Regions from separate parts of the Mus musculus genome. Here all the other regions are linked to region 1. The links are chromatin contacts, called in public Micro-C and promoter capture Hi-C maps. All regions are on one chromosome and are shown on one strand. The core of a region is the stretch at or near the end of the contact, and the rest is flanking DNA. Distances in the headings are between cores, read along the strand shown.

The links. Promoter capture Hi-C pulls out the DNA fragments that hold promoters and counts their contacts. A called contact is a pair of places that touch in the nucleus more often than the background predicts.
Region 2: a contact with region 1 is called in a Micro-C map of the G1E-ER4 cell line, with 8 times the contacts expected there. The contact joins the promoter of Mbtps1 here to the promoter of Emc8 in region 1. A contact is called at or near these places in 1 of 484 Hi-C or Micro-C datasets (the G1E-ER4 cell line) and 1 of 115 datasets of contacts at active chromatin or transcription factors (pancreatic cancer cells).
Region 3: a contact with region 1 is called in a promoter capture Hi-C map of liver, with 2.8 times the contacts expected there. The contact joins the promoter of Dnaaf1 here to the promoter of Emc8 in region 1. A contact is called at or near these places in 2 of 39 promoter capture datasets (liver and pre-B cells) and 1 of 484 Hi-C or Micro-C datasets (the G1E-ER4 cell line).

Annotation. Positions count from the first base shown.
Region 1 is chr8:120,666,406-120,670,306 of GRCm38.p6, reverse strand. It overlaps Emc8 (ER membrane protein complex subunit 8), which reads left to right and starts at 2,220. Exons shown (of 5, transcript NM_010926.6): 1 at 2,220-2,550. The coding sequence starts at 2,329. It overlaps Gm27021 (predicted gene, 27021), which reads left to right and starts at 2,165. Exons shown (of 4, transcript NM_001308449.1): 1 at 2,165-2,550. The coding sequence starts at 2,329. It overlaps Cox4i1 (cytochrome c oxidase subunit 4I1), which reads right to left and starts at 2,082. Exons shown (of 5, transcript NM_009941.3): 1 at 1,952-2,082; 2 at 925-998. The coding sequence starts at 2,061.
Region 2 is chr8:119,557,065-119,560,965 of GRCm38.p6, reverse strand. Mbtps1 (membrane-bound transcription factor peptidase, site 1) reads left to right here and starts at 2,205. Exons shown (of 23, transcript NM_001167910.1): 1 at 2,205-2,320.
Region 3 is chr8:119,573,038-119,576,938 of GRCm38.p6, reverse strand. Dnaaf1 (dynein, axonemal assembly factor 1) reads right to left here and starts at 1,704. Exons shown (of 12, transcript NM_026648.4): 1 at 1,472-1,704. The coding sequence starts at 1,577. Hsdl1 (hydroxysteroid dehydrogenase like 1) reads left to right here and starts at 1,764. Exons shown (of 5, transcript NM_175185.5): 1 at 1,764-1,847.

The DNA.
Region 1 (3,901 bases), core at 971-3,470:
ACAGAGGCTTGTGGCAGGAAAAGATTAAAGACAGACATGGCGCCAGACAGAGGGACAGAACTTTACAGGTGTGGTGTCCTGCCTTTAACCACAGCATTCACGAGGCACAGTCTGGAACCCTGTGGGTCCAAAGCCAGTCAGAGCTACACAGTGAGACTGAGAGGAAGGAGGGAAGGAAGAAGGGAGAGAGAAAAAAATGTAAGAAGAAAATAAAGCAAGCAAAGACCCAGACTAATAGGATTTATCCATGCTCCTTCAAGCAGGCAAACGCCCTGTTCAAATTCTCATCTCTCCCTAAAATCCCGGTAAGGCCAAGCTACCAGGCATCTTTGTTAAAAAAATCCCAGCACAGGACCTGAGACATAGGGGCAAAAAGACATTTAGTTTGCCTGTTTGAAAGTAAAAGTCGGGGGCTGGTGAGATGGCTCAGCAGGTAAGAGCACTGGCTGCTCTTCCAGAGGTCCTGAGTTCAAATCCCAGCAACCACCCGTAATGAGATCTGATGCCCTCTTCTGGTGTGTCTGAAGACAACTACAGTGTACTTATGTATAATAATAAATAAATCTTTGGACCAGAATGAGCGGGGTCTACCAGAGCGAGCAGGGTTGACCAGAGCGAGCAGAGGTCCTAAATTCAATTCCCAACAACCAGATGAAAGCTCACACCCATCTGTACAGCTACTGTGTGTACTCATATACATAAAATAAATAAGTAAATCTTTAAAAAAAAAAAAAAAAGAAAAAGAAAGTAAAAGTCCTGAGCCGGGCATGGCGGTGCACATCTTTAATCCCAGAACATGGGAGTCAGAGGCAGGTTAAGTCTCTGCGCTCCAAGGCAGCCAGAGCCATGCAGAGAAACCCTGTCATGAAAAACCAAAGGGAGGAGAAAGAAAAGGGCAGGGAAGGGAGTGAAAGTCCTGCTCACCATGTGCTCGAAGGCACACCGAAGTAGAAATGGCTCTCTTGCCAATCAGGCTCAGCGCTCTGGAAGCCAACATTCTGAAAGACAAAAAAAAACCCTTATACCTCTTAACAATGACAGCAAACACCTTTTAGCCAAAGTCTTTTTGCGGCAAAACATTAAGGAAGTAAATGCAACTTATCCCCCGAAATGTTAAATGTTTTTTTTTTTTTTTTTTGGTAATGATTTCATCAACTTTTTAAGGCACGGACTGGCCTGAAAGCTTCCACTATTACCTTCCTCTACCTCGTAAGAGCCGGCATTACAGGCCAGAGGCATGCCCCCAGGATCCGGTTTTTATTACTGATGCGAAGGCACAGGGTGAACTTCCTTACATCAAGCCAAGGGCTGTAATATACATGGCTTTGGCCAATGACTATAAATCCGGCTTCTTAAAAAATTAACTAGAAAGACAAAAATGACTGAAACTGCTAGAACTAGATATATAGATAGATAGATAGATAGATAGATAGATAGCACGGTAGCACACCTCCTGCGACTGAGTTTTATTTTAAAAATTGACTTGTACAGAGACTGCGAAGGGCAAGCGGGAGGAGGCCGCCCAGGCTCAGGCCCTGGCCCGCTTCCCGTTCCTGCGTCCCGCAGGCGACCTGGATGACCCTGTCACCCGCCCCAGCGACCCGAGCCCCACGCCTCACTGTAGCACAACCCCTGAGATTCGATCCCCGAGAAAGAACGTCCGAGCCCGGGAAAAAAAAAATCAACGCCCGGGGCGGCAGAAACCGTAGCGTGACGTCAGGGCTCAGGTCGCTGTCCCTCGGGCCTGGCACAGCGGGAACGCCCGGTGCCCGGCAGGCCGGAGCGGGGACCCGAGACAACAGACCCGCTCGGGGAAGCGGGCGCCCCAAGGTCACCGAGCCGCTCAAGTCCCGGGTCCGGGGGCGTCTCGGAGGCACCGCTCCCGGCCCCGGCGCTCCAGGTCCTCGGGCCCCCGACCGTGCCACCCTCACCCGCCGTCCAAGGCCGTCACCTGCCACCGCTGCCCAGGCGACCGCCGCGACCGCCCTCTACACCCTGGGGTGCTCGCGACCGGAAGAACGGGGCCCGCAACCGGAAGACCAAGACGGAGCCGCGAAGCATCGCGGGAATCAGGGAAGCCCCGCCCCAAGCCCGTCCGTTTCAGAGCGCGGGGCGGGGCGGGGCGGGGCGGCGCGGCTCGGGGCAGGGCGGGGCAGGACGAGGCGGGGCGGGGCGGTAACTGTCGCGAAAGGCCGAGCGGGTAGCAGCTGCTTTCCGGCAGACGTTTTCCGGCCGACCGGCTGAGGCGGGAGGCCGCGGCCGGAGGTGCGAGAGCGTCACGGCGTGCAGCGGAGGGTCGTGGCGGAGGACCGCGGTGCGTGGGTCGCGATGCCCGGCGTGAAGCTGACTACGCAGGCCTACTGCAAGATGGTGCTCCACGGCGCCAAGTACCCGCACTGCGCCGTCAACGGGCTCCTGGTGGCCGAGAGGCAGAGGCCGCGCAAGGAGCATCCTCCCGGAGCGGGCAGCCACACGCTCTTCGTGGACTGCATCCCGCTCTTCCACGGCACGCTGGCTCTGACGCCCATGCTGGAGGTGGCGCTCACCCTGGTAAGCTCGCGGTCGAGGCCGCGGCGCGGGGTTCCGGGCCGGGCGGAGTCGGGCGCCCTTCGCGGGACGCTGCGGCTGCTCCCGGGGAGCTCTCGAGGTTTTGTAAGATGACCGAGAAACTCGAATGTGTGGTGGACGTCCTTAAAACCAGCACTCGAGATGGGGAGGCAAGAGTTCGAGGCCAGCCTGGTCTACATTAGTGAGATCTGGGATAGGTAACGTTTAAAGTTTAAACTTAATGTGTTTGTGAGGCCACAAAGAAAAAAATGCCTATAGCATGTAAATCTCTAGTTTTACAGAGGTTTTTTTGTTTGTTTGTTTGTTTTTGTATTTTGTGGGTCCACTTGCCGATTTTTTTGCCCCAGACTTGCTGTTTTAGCAAGATTATAGGTTATAATACGGACTGCTGTTTCTGCGCTTGTAATCAAACTCGGTTTCTCTGCTTAAGAGACATTTGCAAGACCCGGAATTCTAACTCTGCGGTTTGCCTTTATAAAGCCCTGGACTGATATGGTCAGGCGCTGCTTACTACATCTTGGAAGCGCTCTCAGGTGCAGTCCTGACGCACCTGAGAAACAGATCAGACCCGTAACCACCCAGTCTCCCCACAGCCTCATTTACATCTCAGAATGAGCTCTGAAGTTAAAAATCTGAGCTGGCCTAGGAGGGAATGCTAATCCTGTCTCCCCCTCTCCCACCAAAATGACTGCATTGAATCGGAGACTTGCTTTGAATGTAGCCCCCCATGCTAGCCTGGCACTCCCAGCACTTCCTGCTCTAGATTCCTGAGAACTGGGATTACCGACGCGACTCGCATTCCTTGATTTCTGTTTCTTTTGTTTTCTGGGGGAGAGGGTTAGGGTTTCACTCTTGTGGCCTTGCCGAGTTTGGGACTCTTCTGTAGACCAGGCTGGCGTCCTACACACAGACCAGCCTGCCTCCATCTCCTGAGGCTAGGTCTAAAGGTGTGCACTACCACCACACCTTGCTCATCCATTATTTAATTTACATTAAAACACCAGAGGTAATTTCCAGCAAACTACAAGAGCCTACAGGCAAATCGGCACGTTTACTGGGCACATTTTGAATGTTTTTTAGATTCTTTCTGAGCAGGAGGAAGGTTTGCAGATGATACTTCGTTCCAGAAGAGAAGCGTGCTTTTAGTGCCTAAAGTGTCTCTTGAGAGTTCCTGTGGGTGATTCTGGCCACCGTCTAAGTTGTTCTGTTAGCAAGGGAGTTGCACCTGGCTGGGCCCTGCCTTCCACAGTAGGGCAGGCTTCTCAGGTTCTCTCCTGACTTGGTGGGGTGGATTGAACCCAGGGCTCAGTTAGACTTGGATTTGTAGAGGTCT
Region 2 (3,901 bases), core at 956-3,455, 1.1 Mb after region 1:
TGTGCAGAAGAGAGTCAGAGATCCCTGCAGTTCCAGGTGGTCGTGAGCTACCTGAGGGAGTTCTGGGAACTGCACTTATTAGGTCTTCTGGAAGAGCAGTAAGTGCCCTTAACCACTGAACTAAACCTCTCTAGCCCCCATCAGCCATTTTCATTTTGCTTACTTCCGTGATGTAAAACCTCTCCCTGTTTGGGAACCGGAGGATTGGTGATGGTTCCTCAGTCTTGATGACCTCTGCCCTCAGCCTCTGCTCCTCTCTACCCACAGTGAGCTTGGCACAGTCCCTGACTCAGGACTGACCATGCCTCCTATGTGCTTTGAGTTTTGATGTGTTTGTGGACAGTGACAGCAAGCCTCCCTCTGGCAGCCCCGTGGTCACATGGTTACTACAGAGTTATCCCTTGATGTCTGAGGGGAGCAGTTCTGGGAGCCCCATGATCAACAAAATCTACAGATGCTTAAGTCCCCTGGATCAAACGAAATAGCATTTGTATGTGACTGCACGGGTCCTCTGTACACTGAGGTCCTCCCTATATAACACACATCGCTACAGAACCACGGTGATAAAATTCCTAAGTTTGGTTGTTTGAAGTGGGAGATTTACAACGGAAAGTAATTGCTCTAGTTATTCTGAGACAGCCCCTAGGCAGCTGTTAGCCAGGGTCAGCATGTGCGCTTGGCAGAATATTGCTCTTCCTGATACGAGAACCTGGACTTAATGAGGACCGGGATTCAATGGTGTTGTGACCCAGTACCCGCTTTGAACTTTCTAACAGAGGCATGGTCTTTGATACGGGAGTGTTCCTAATGGCCGGGGGTGTCTCCATTTGTCCTGTCCCTAATCAGTGGTGATCTTAACAGAAACCCAGAAAACCAAAACTTTAATTACATTTGTGGTAAAGCCATCTCTTTCCTACAGTCTGGTTAGTCCACTACTCAGCTCTGAGCACTCCTTTAGCTAAAGTCTACTGTATGCAGGCTTAATGGGTCCTTTATGACATCAACTTATTGCTCCCAGCTTCTCCTGAGCCAGCAAGGGTCTTCTAATTACTGGGCTTCAGGCATCTGAAGGACAGAAGACCTTGGGGAGAGTGTGGCGAATCAGCAGGGAGACATCAGGCCAAGAGCAAGATTCAAGTCTCAGGGCAGAGAGTGGGCAGGCAATGGGGTTGCCACAGCGAGTTTCCGGAATGATGGGTTATCCATAGGATTCTGGAACCTGGGAATAAATGCGGTCTATCCTTTTCAATGTGTGGGGCTACTGTCTCAGAACCGCCCTTTTAAAATCTCGTTTGTATGTCTGTGTAGGATTATGTATAGGCGTGCAGGTGCCCTCAGAGGCCAAAAACCTGATCCCTCCGAAGCTGAAGTTACAGTGAGCAGGTTCTGGGATGGAAACTTGGCTCCTATACAAGAGTACTGTCCCCTCTTACATGCACTCTTCTGACTGAACACCTGAGGGAAAACACAAGAGTGCTGCACAAGGTCCCCTCCATACCCTGACCTAAATCCTGGGTCCGGATCCCCTTTTCTTGAGTTTGCTCGGCTGGAGGTCCCAATGCAAAACCCAGTTTCCATACCAGGTTTGGCAGCCAAGGTGAGCTTATGAGCCTAGGACTCAGGGTTTGTCTCCTCCATCCTGTTTGCTTCAGTCACAGTCCCCGAGCACACTTAGGTTGTGCCAGGGCCAAGAGTGATCGATCCAGCTCAGTACTAAGGCTGAGAATGGGCCCGTTCTACAGGTGGCTAAATTGCTCAAGTGCGTTTTACCAGACGAAATTCACCTTGATCCTGTTTGTTCCAAATGGTAAATAGTTGGTGTTACAAACGTCCTGTTTCTCAAGATGCTGATGCACCCTCCTGGCAGCAGTAATAAACTGGGGCCATGGGAGTAGTTCAGGAGAACACATAGATTGGATAGGCGCCGTCCCACTTCAGCCGCGCAAAGGTGCTCGCACCCTTCCTGAGTTTCCAGGCCAGGAAACCTGGAGAAACCTAAACCACCAGGGTTCCCTATATATACCCAGAGAGGGCGATTTGGCCTCGCCCTCGGCTCCGCCCCTTCCCGACCCCTCCCCCAAGACCGCAAATGTCGCGAGAGCTCCGCACAGCCTCTCGCCTCGGTGCCGGGCCGTCAGGAGCGCGCACGCAGGTCGCGGGCGCGCAGAGCACGCCGGGCCGTCGTAACCCCCCCACGCCCCAGCGGCGTGGTCTCGCGAGACTTGCGAGTAAACATCCCCCGAATGGAGACCCGAGGCGTGTTCGCGGCGGAGCCGCCGTTCTCCCGGGTCCGCCGACCCCGAGCCTGAGGCGGACGCAGGTACGTTTGCCGGCGGCGGCCGAGAGCCGGACGCGCCCTAGGCTCAGCCGTCCGCTGCCCGCGCGGGGGCCGCCGGCTACCGCAGCTGCTTCCCCAGAAATTGGCCCGGAGCGGCGGCGGCGGCTGCGGCGGCCTGGCCTGCGCCTGCGCGCCGCGGTGCGCAAGCGCCGTTCGCCTCCGCAGGGCCCTGCGGTCGCGAGCCCCGGGGAACCGAGCTGCAGCTCAGTGCACATCGCGGCTCGGACTCGCATTTGCTGTAGGTGTTTTTGAGTGGCGCTTTGAAGGGACGGGAGGAGCACTTGAAGATTTCATTCTGGGATCAGCCTCGCTAGCAACCCCTAGGTTTGGAGGCGAATGAAAAAGCCGGACAGAGAAAAGCATAAAAATCTGCAAAACTAGTCGGGGGGGGAAAAAGTTAATATTTAAGACAAGGTCTGAGTAGCTCAAGCTGGCTTTGAACTCCTGATCCTCACGTCTCTGCCTGGCGCTGGGATTAAAGACGTACAGCGCCACACCACTTACCGTTATTTTTTAAACGCAAGACCGTGATTTCTATAAAGTGTCCTATGTATCACAGGGTCACTTGTATTAAGTGGTCCCGCCCTGTGACTTTGTGTCATCTTGCGGAGCAGTTCAGTCGGCACCACAGCCCGCTTTGAGAACCACTCCCCAGACTCCCGGTACCCTGCTGTGGTTAGAACCGATTTTTAGTCTGCTATTTTAGTCACCGATGGACCTGTCTCCTTAGGTTTGCTTTTTGGGAATAGTGGGTCAAGAGTCGCATGTGGCCTTTGGTGTCTTGTTTCCAGAATTCATCTATGTTGTTGCATAAACCAGTACCTTTTTTTATGGTTGTAGCGTAAGTCAGTATTTCATCTTTTACGGCTGAATGATAGTCCGTTGTTTAATAGCCCACAGTTACCCCTATTCATGTGGAATACCTTTTGCCAAGGTCTTATCTTGCAGTATGTGACACATTTGGCCACAGAGCTAATTTTTTGTGGACTTTTTGGTTTTTGTTTTTGTTTTGAGTGTAAGGGTGAAGTGGCTACTGGAACCTGCACTTTTGCTCATTAGGACTCTCCTGCAGTCTCTAAACACCCCTTATAACCAACAATTTGCTGTTACTATCTAAAAAGTGATGCGGTGTTGGCAGGCCTCCCCCTCGCCCCTCGGGAATGAAGGAGCATGTTTTCTGGTCAGATCTTGTTCATTCTTGGTGCTGTCATATGCTTTATTCTCTGACTCAGTTCTCTCTCCGATGGTCGGCAATCTTTGGACTAGGAGGACCAAAAGGGAAGTCTGTGTGTGTGTGTGTGTGTGTGTGTGTGTGTGTGTGCGCGCGCTTCCTTGATCACACTCCACCTGATTTTTTTTTTTTTTTTTTTTGAGACAGGGACTCAGTGATTCTGGAGCCTCTGATTGAGTGAGACTAAGGGGCCACTGTGTCCCAGGGGCAGTCTACCTCAGCTTTCTGTGTGAGTTTTGGGGACTTAATTCAAGTCCTCGTGCTCCATGGATCATCTTCCCAGCTCCTCTAAGGAATCTCTTCAGTGATTTCTTTTGAGGAGAAAGTTGTAT
Region 3 (3,901 bases), core at 455-2,954, 1.1 Mb after region 1:
CAGATTCCTGCTGTTACAAACAACATAGAGTGAACGTCTCTGTCCACAGTTTTATGTTCTCCTGTGCAGTTTTTATAGAGGAATAGCCTAAAGCTGACATTTACAAAGTCACTAAGAAAGCTACTGTCAAATTGCTATACAGGGTGATGGGGAGATGGATGGCTTAGTCACTAACAGTGCTTGTTACTCTCCCAGAAAACAGAGAATTTAGTTCTCAGCACCTACAAGGCAGCTCACAAGTGCCTGTAATGCCACTGCCAGTCGATCTGATGCCCTATTCTGGCCTCCTTGGGCACCCACACACGTCAGAAACCAGACCCTCAGAAAACAGCAAGATAAGTAGAGTTGTACTTAAATCTAATTCTAGTTTAGATGTTTCTGTTAAAATCTGCTCAACAGAACAGAAGTTCATCAAGCCCCCCCCCTCTCTCTTTCTAAAAAGATTTATTTTATTTATATGAGTACATTGTATCTGTCTTCAGACCCACCAGAAGAGGCCATGGATCCTATTATAGTTGTGAACCACCACGTGGTTGCAGGGAATTGAACTCAGGACGTTTGGAAGAGCAGTCAGTGTTCTTAACCGCTGAGCCAACTTTCCAGCCCGCAAGCCCATTTCTCTTACCAGGGACAGCAGAAGGGCAGCTCTGGGACAGGGCAAGAGCTCTGTCTCTCCCCACTTTGGTTCAGAGATAACTGTGATGCAGTTTGCTGTGTAAATCTCCCCCCTACCCCTTTTGCCAGGTGTGAGCACCTACAGTTCCCACTCCTGTAAACGTGTTTAATTGCTCAAAGTGTAACTTAGGGGCGGCAACATAAAAACAACTCACTGATAAAAGCACACACAAGAACAGGGTGTGATCAGTTTGATCGCTCAAACCTGTGTAAAAGAAGCAAGCTTTGTTCTGGGCTGGTCTCTCCTTGGATGTTAGAACCCTGTGCACACTATTAAATATGAAAGACATTTTCCAGGGCCTGGAGAGATGGCTCAGCGGGTAAGAGTACTGACTGCTCTACAGAAGGTTCCGAGAGTTCAAGTCCCAGCAATCACATGGTTGATCTTAACCTCTGCATGTATGTACTTCTGAGATTCAAACTCAGGTCTGGAGGATTGTGTTGCAAGCACTTTTACCCTGCAAGGCGCCTCTAGAAGCCTTAGATAAATGTAACGTCAAGAGCTGATGAACTCTCTGTACTTGTGGTTTGTTGAATGACGCTGAACACTGTTTGGGAACTGTGTCTTACACTCATTGCAAACAATTCCCAGCCACAGGAAGGTATCTAATAAATTATCATGGAATAAATAATGGGTCTTCTATATGTACTGGATTGATCATATCAATAAAGGTGCTGTTCTTGTAGCTGTATGGATGGGTATGTGTGAGGGGTGCTGGTTGTCCCCAGCTGAGTGAAATGGGCATGTGTGAGGGACACGAGCCCTCGCCCCTTTGGCTTCCCAGCGCTAAGGCACCTTCTTTACGGATCCCTGGCCCCGCGTCGCCGTGATCGCCTGCCGACTCCTCCAGACTGGGCTCCGCCACGCTGTCCACCGGCGGCTCAGAGACTTCGGGGTGCATGCTCACTCCTGGCCCGACCACTCAGCCCTAATACTCTACGGTCCGCGTCGTTGGCTGTCCAACGCTTTCCCGGTCGCCGCGGCAACCAGTGCGCACGCGCAGTCAGTTACGCCGCCGAGGGCGGGCCTAGCCGAGGGGGGGCCACGGGGGAAACTGCACCCGGGCGCGTGCGCGGATCACGTGGGTAGCGGACCTGCGGTGGTGTCCCGGGGCGGCGGCCGCGCGGGCAGCGGGCGGGACGGGCTTCGGAGACCGCGCCTCTCGCTGCAGGTATTGCGCCCGCGCCCCTCACGCCCCTCGCGCCCCGCTTCCGTCCCTGGCCACGCCCCCTGGACCCCGACCCTCGGGAACGCCCTCCCCCCCGCCGCGCCCCGTAGCGGGGAACTCTGGTTCCGCGCTCTAGGCAGCCGCTCAGCTCCCTGAGCAGGTGTCCCGGGCCTGGTCCTCGGCAGGAGGCTCGCACAGGCGACACGCCCCGGGACGGCCCTTTTGTCGGTGTCTCTTTATCCTCCTTTATTCCTGGTCGCTAGGTCTAAGTAGGTTCTAAGTCTCAGGACTGATGCAGAATGGCCGCGCTGCTGAAGAAAGCGCGCAGCTTCTGCAGAGCCCGGTGGGTTTTGCAGAGTCGCTGGGCCGTGCCCGGCGCCACTGGGGAGGGATGGGACACTAGCAGGGAGTCCCTGTTCTGCTACCAGGACTCAGCCGCACCCCTGGGCGGTGACCGCAGCGGGTTCGGGTTCCCACGGGGAGTCTCAACGACCACCTGCCAGGGCTCTGGGCCGAGCCTTCGCTGAGATCCTGGGATGTCGTTGCGTCCGTTTCCTTCCTCTTGTGTAGTACACCCGGGTGCGATTGAGGAAGGGGATAAAGTGAAGCCGCGGGGACAGCGCTCTTAGCTTCTTCATAAACTCGGGTCAGTACGAATAGGGGTCGCTAGCATCGAACCCTGAGCGATGATCCTGCCTAGTGGCTCCGGTTTATTGAGGGGTGGCGGGAAGGCACTGTTGCAAATGCTTTTTATGCGTCACCTCATCGAATTCTCGTTGTAGGGGAGAAGCGTTAGCCGCTTTTTACAGGTGGTGGTGTTGTAACTTCATTCCCAAGGGTGGGATGGCTTTTTCAGAGTGACCCTAGTCATTGCTAAAATATTACAGACGCGCCATGTCCAACGTTACTTTATCAGTGGAGGGTGTGTGTGTGTGTTGGGGCGGGGGGAGTGTTGTTTATTTATGTGTGGGTGTGGAGGCTACGGGTCAGTGTCTGTCACTTGCAACCTTATTTTTCGAGAAAACGTCTCTCACAGAACTCAAGAGTTTTCTTTATGTTTGACTGACTGACTGGCCCCCAGGGTCCTCTCGTCTGCTCCTTTCTTCCCAATACTGAAATTACAAATTGGTTCTGCTTACATACCCACTCTTAGATACTGCTGGGGACCTCAGCTCAGGTCCTTAAGCTTGCACAGCAAAAACAATCTGCTGAGCCATCTAACCAGTCCCCAGTGCATATTTTTTTAATTGAGGCAAAATTCATGTAACGAGATCCATCATTTTAGCCATTTTGAAATGTACAATTCAGAACTTTGTAGTTAGGTAGGTTTCACCGCCCTATTTCCAGATAATTTCCACAACCACAAAAAGGGATTCCACCTCATGGGCTGCAGTTTGGGCTCATCTTGCCCCTTGTGTTTTCTGTGTCTCTGGATTTCCTTATTGCAAACACGCTTTATACATGTGACCGTATGCTGAATGGTCTTTTGTGTCCCCCAACCTCATGTTTTCATGTCATAGTGTGCGCTCATGCCCCATTCCTTTTCAGAGCTCAGTATTCCACAGTGTCGTGCACGGGCCACGTTTTGTTCATTGCTGGACGGACGTTTGGGCAGTTTTCATCTTTCGGCTAGTGTGAGTTAGGCTGATAGGAGCCCACTTTGTAAAATTTTAATGCAAGCAAAAACTGTCACTTATTTTGGATGAGAGCCTAGGAGTGGCCTGCACTTGCCTTAATTCCCTGTGCCTAGGTGGAGACCTGGGGCTCAGGGGTATTGGCTCTTGGGTCAGAGTCCTGGGTTCCGGTTCCTATGTTGCTGTTCTTTTTTCTCCATCTCATTGTCGATTCAATCGGTGATTAAAATAGATGGAGGAGGGTAAGGAACCCCTGGAATGTCAGGGTTTGCAAGGGCAAGGCTTGCCAGAGTGCTGATACAAAGTTCTTTTCCCTTCAAGAAGGAAACTTGAGCTCTGGCACAAACAGTATCTAATGGGATTTACTAAGGCAATATTGTATTTACTGAGGCCATAGATATTGTATACACAGCATTTTGGCTC